Linked DNA regions of Danio rerio: region 1 is linked to region 2. Evidence: chromatin contacts called from public Hi-C data. All regions are on one chromosome and are shown on one strand. The core of a region is the stretch at or near the end of the contact, and the rest is flanking DNA. Distances in the headings are between cores, read along the strand shown. Region 1 has its middle 46 kb from the start of cyp7a1. Region 2 has its middle 39 kb from the start of ca8.

Region 1 (2,700 bases), core at 124-2,623, 210 kb after region 2:
TTTTAGTTGGCCAACCAGCCTGGTTTTAGAGGGTTTTTGGCCATTTCCAAGCTTCCTTTTTAAACTGAGGTACTCGAAACTGGCCACATCAATGAGGCTTTTGGAATGAAGAAATTAAAAAAAAATACAACTGAATGAGCAGGGAAGTTGCTTGATGAGAAAGGCACATCGCTATGCTCTAAACCCTTCAGATGGACCTCATAGGGATGAGCCAATATGAAGGTAACTGGGTAAATCAGTCTCTACTAGAATGCATGTTTCCTGCGGTCTTGTAATTGAGGAACAGCCAATGAATATATGCGTTGCATTTCAAACAGGACATATCGCCCTCCGAAAGCACTTCTATACATACAAACACTTGGTTTGAAATGACACTTCAATATGGCTGTCATTTTTGGCCATTTCTAAGCTGATTTTCAGCCATTTCCAGCCTGGTCTTAGCTGGTCAGGCTGGGAGATGACCAGCTAAAATCAGCTTGACCAGCCTAGACAGCCTGGAAGCCCAGCCCAAACCAGGCTGGTTTAGCTGGTTTTAGCTGGGCATTTTCCAGCCTGACCAGGCTGGAAACGGCTGGAAACCAGCCTGGAACTGGCCAAAACTCTTCTAAAACCAGGCTAATCGACCAGCTAAAACCAGCCAACCAGTTTAGGCTGGTTTAAGCTGTTGTTTTCCAGCAGGGATTTGAAAATTCAAAAGAAAAGAGTAAAGAAAATGAATGTTTGGTAGAATATAAAATGACAACATTTGTTATTCTGAACAACTGTCATTTTCTGTGACAGAAAGGATCTAAATGACAATATTTTCATCAGACATTTCTAGAATTTTCAAGTGATCTCCTAATTGTTCCATAACTGCATGGGGTTAAGAAAAGGTTTGGCTCATGTTATTTGCACTTAGTTATGCATAATTTGTTATTAATAAAGTAGTAAGTACTACAGTGAGTAGACAAAACAAGAACAATAAAGTAAAAGTTACTTCACACTTAAATACTAGCATGCTACATACTAAACTCGAGTAATGCAATAGCCTACTTGTCCTAGCAAAATTATCTAATCGCTGTTTTTTATTGTTGGCCATTAAATTGAATTGACTGAACGTAGAAGGTTAATTATTAAACCTTGAGAATCTGCAATCATCAATTGTTGCAAATCAAAAAACAACTGTACAGTTGTTACTGAATTGTCAAGGTAAAGCAATGCCTAATCTTCCTTTTGACCCTAACCACTAATTGAGCAATGTCCAGCATACAGACTTTTTATAGGGGTGTCACTAAAAGCTAAAGATAGATCTCAGTAATTGTCTGTATGTATTCAAGCTAGCTGGCTGTTTTTTGAAAAACTCGTTACATTCGTTGTAATGGAGTTCAGTTTTAGTGATGGCAAAATATTGCCATCTCGTGGCCAAACGCAGAACAACATCAGAGATTGGCGAGATTATAAAGAGTTCCACAGGTCTGTGTAACAAATAATACTCATATATGTTTTTCCACCGTCAAATGGAGATTCGTGGTCCAGGTAAAACAGTTTTGCTGACAGGAAAATGGTCGTTATGAGCGACAAAGTGATTTTGTGTTGTGACTAGGAAGGGCTAGCAGATGGAGCAATAGGTGACTAATGTAACCCTGCCTGATCCTTATCACTTCATCCAAAACAAAGAGAGAGAACAGCCGAAACAAGCCCTTTTCTGCATAGACAGCATACGAAACACTCCTACACACAAACTCATTTCATTTTAAATCACCATCAGTTCTCACCAAATGTATAATAGTTAGGCTTCTGTACTCGTGAAATGTATCCTGGACAACACAAAAATGTTGCTGTTGCCATAAACTGTTAAGGAGATTATGATCAATGTTGACTCGTGCTTCCCAGGCTCTTTGTGTAAATAAACATGTTAAAACAATAAGCCAAACCTGGCAAGCTTGCAGTGGGTGATTTAACCACTGTGTAATAAAAAGAAGGGGGTGTGAGCGGGGTTAAAATATGATTTTTTTTCTCTTAATAAGTCTGCAAGTGTTTGTTTAAAAATACAGCAAATAGTGTTATTGTGAAGTATTATTACAGTTTAAAAGTTTATTTAAATATATTTAATACAAATTAATTTAAGAAAAAGATACACAAGAAACAGTCACAGGTTTCCCCCAAGCTCTCAATTTCCAAAAACACAACAGTTCTCTCTTTATATGAAAATGTATAGTTTGGTAATGGTTACAAAACAAACAAATGCTCTTTTTTTTTTTTACAATATTTAGCTAAAATAATAAATGTTTAAATTAAAATCAAATTAAATTCACATTTTGGTCCCTTAAATTTCAATTTTGTGTCTGGGGAAACCCTAATAGCAGATAGATGATTTGAGTAATCTTTGTCATTTTTATCGTAAGACGTGCCAAAACCATGATTTCAACTAATTGTAGTGCTTTAGGGTAAAACCTAATTAAATTCATGAATGGCATATTAATGTTTGAAAGCAATGTTTGTAGAATTGCTTGGGATTTCAGGGAATTGGTAATAATAATAATAATAACAACAACAACAACAACAACAACAACAATAATAGCAAATAAAATATACCAACATAAAATGCAATCAATCAAACAGTATAAATACAATAATATGTATAATAAATATAAAATTACATCATTTCAATCATCTTCCCCTTGTTAAAACCATTTGTCCATTTATTTACTTCTAAAATTG
Region 2 (2,700 bases), core at 80-2,579:
GTTTAATGTACACTTTGATCTTTGGAACATGCTGTATGCATATTTATTTCAGTTTAAAGGATAGTTCACCCAAAAACAAAATGCTTTCCATTTATTCACCATCAGAAGTGGTGCTTCTAAGCTGAACACACACAAAATACACTTTGAAGAATGCTGGAAACTGTAGGTATGTTGGTTACTATTTTGTCAGCCATCGACATTTACAGTAGTGAACAAAGTACTATTAGTAAACAGTACTATTTTCCAACATTCTTCAAAATATCTCTCTTTTGTACATTCAACAGAAGAAGCTTAAACAGGTTTGGAACAAGTGGAGACTCATTAATGATGACTGAATTTTCTTTCCTCTTTTTGCATGAAGCATCCCTTTAATTGTGCTGGAACATTAAAACATTTCTCTGTAAAACTCAGCATTGTTCACATCAGACGTAATTGCAGTGGCTCTAATTGATTTGTTTCCATAGCAGAAGATTAGGTGCACCCAGATGTACCCTCGAGTACAGAGGTATCGCTTCCCCCTTTTGTTTTGCATTAATTCACAAGTTTATTGATGTCATTCCCGGAATGACCTTTTGCTATTACAGCTTTAATACAAAAGAGCTTAAAGCCCAAACAGATGGTTGCTTCATGGGCCGAGGGACAACTCAACGCCCTTGTAAACCGAGTGCAATTCCCATCCGCATTACTACTCATTTTAGCAACAAAAATATACTGTATGCCACGATGGAGACAGAGGGTCCCTTTACATTCCTTCAGCACAGATATCAAATCACTACTTTCTTTCTTTTTTTCCTCTCACATGTGAATAGAGAAGGACCATAGTTAAAAAAAAAATAAATGGAGAGAGAGAGAAATTCCTCGGATGGAGTAGTAAATCCCAAGGGTCCCCAATGCCCCGGGCTACTACACCTTCACAGACACTCAGATGGAGAAGTATTACAGAAAAAGAATTTAATGATAGGGTATTCTAATGAGAACGAGGACTACACGGAGAAATCACAATCATAGTACGCTCTATTTGTGGACACATCATTCTGTATATAGCAGAAAATAATTCATATGCGCTGCGGATCAGCATTTTACTGGAATGGGATTCTGAAAGGGACATAATAACAACAGATATAAATCAAACAACAAAATCTAATCCATTTCACCATGACCTTTGTGCCCAAAAGAGAGAATGTGTGCAGAGAAAGAGAGGGAGAGAGAGAGAGAGGAATGACTATTGTTCCATTAAGCTGCTCTAAAAATAACTACCATTTCTAACCAATGAGCTGTGGGTTGCTATAACGTCCATATCTTTATGCCAATGAGGGAGATATAAATGTGCAGTATGGAAGAAGAGAGGGGGATGGGGAGAAAGAGAGAGAGAGATATTGATCACTCACTGCCAAATGGAATTGAGTGTGCTTGACAACACAGGACTGGGGAGCACAAGAACATGGCCTTGTAATTCTGCCCACAGGCTCCGAAGAGAACAACATTGGGTTTAAGAGAATATTCAAATCATTTTTGCCGTTTGCTCTGCAATTAGATTGTGTGGGCAGTTTACACAGTTGTCAGAATCTAGCAGTGGCAAAACAAAAACAAAGCGCTGTTATGTTTTCACACAATGTTTTATGTTTGTAACAGTTGCGGGCTTCATCGGATATGTGTGCAAATGAGGCTGTTGAGAACATCAGTGAGCGTTTTTGGGCAGATGAGATATAAAAGAAAAGCTCCGCAGAGATTCATTATTAGTGCGTTTCACACTAGTGCTGAGATTCAGCTCTTGTAGTTTAATCAGAATTGACTTAGATTAACTTCTATTTTAGGTGCAGCACTTGCCGGCGTCTTCGTTTTTGTCACTACATTGGTGAAAATAACTCTAAATGATCTAAGTGGTTGGGTGATTTATTAAATGGTTCTAAAAGTGACTTGTTCAGTTCCTGAATTAGTGTCAATAAATATGTTTCTATGTAAATTAAATTTATGCGCAAAACTGGATTATTACATAAAAGATGTGCGAATAAAGCAGTGTTTCCATCCAACAAGTCAAAGGGAACAAAATTGTCACTTCTTGATTACCTTGCGCCAAATATCAACAGTAAAACCGGAATTTGCTGCAGTAGGGGAAGCTGTGGAAATCTTTTCTTTATTTAATAAATGACTTTCAACTCAGAAGATGCTACGCAATGAACACCTGGTGGCGTTTGAAGCCATGAGACGCAGAACACAGACGCTCTTTACAGTTCTGAAGGTCATTAATAATATAATAACACTACTGGTGAAATGATTAAGGTGTTTTAGAATGACCAAAACAACACTTCAGATGTTTTACAATGTGCTCAGCCTGCTGAATTGTCCATTTACACACATTTTTATCATCACATGATCTCTTATAACAGAATCTCATGACTTTTTTTAATGCTTATACTGGAATTTTTGAGGTAAAAGTGTTTCCATCGAAGTTTATACACATCTTTTGTTATCGAATAAAAAGTTTATCCTACTCAGTTATGCGCATGAGTTTTTTATGCACATTTAAAAAATTTATGCGCATCTTGCCGTTTCCATCAACATATTTATTCATAATTTTTTTTATATATCCAAAATGCGCATAAGCATCGGCTCAGTTGGCGTTTCTATGTGGAGTTTGCATGATCTCCCTGCGTCCAATTCACCTGTACCTCATGTCTTTGTATTGTGGGGGAAACCAGA

The links. A called contact is a pair of places that touch in the nucleus more often than the background predicts.
Region 1: a Hi-C map of embryo shows a contact between it and region 2, with 3 times the contacts expected there. The contact joins two enhancer-like sites. A contact is called at or near these places in 10 of 18 Hi-C or Micro-C datasets (caudal fin, embryo, fibroblasts and 2 more) and 1 of 4 datasets of contacts at active chromatin or transcription factors (caudal fin).

Annotation. Positions count from the first base shown.
Region 1 is chr2:25,336,043-25,338,742 of GRCz12tu, forward strand. No RefSeq gene overlaps it. Among named protein-coding and RNA genes, the nearest start is that of cyp7a1, 46 kb to the right of the region's middle. Within about 2 kb of position 1,374, at least 5 of the 62 cell types and tissues checked have an H3K27ac peak or open chromatin away from gene starts, as enhancers often do.
Region 2 is chr2:25,121,917-25,124,616 of GRCz12tu, forward strand. It overlaps a transcript of tox not described here. Among named protein-coding and RNA genes, the nearest start is that of ca8, 39 kb to the left of the region's middle. Within about 2 kb of position 1,330, at least 6 of the 62 cell types and tissues checked have an H3K27ac peak or open chromatin away from gene starts, as enhancers often do.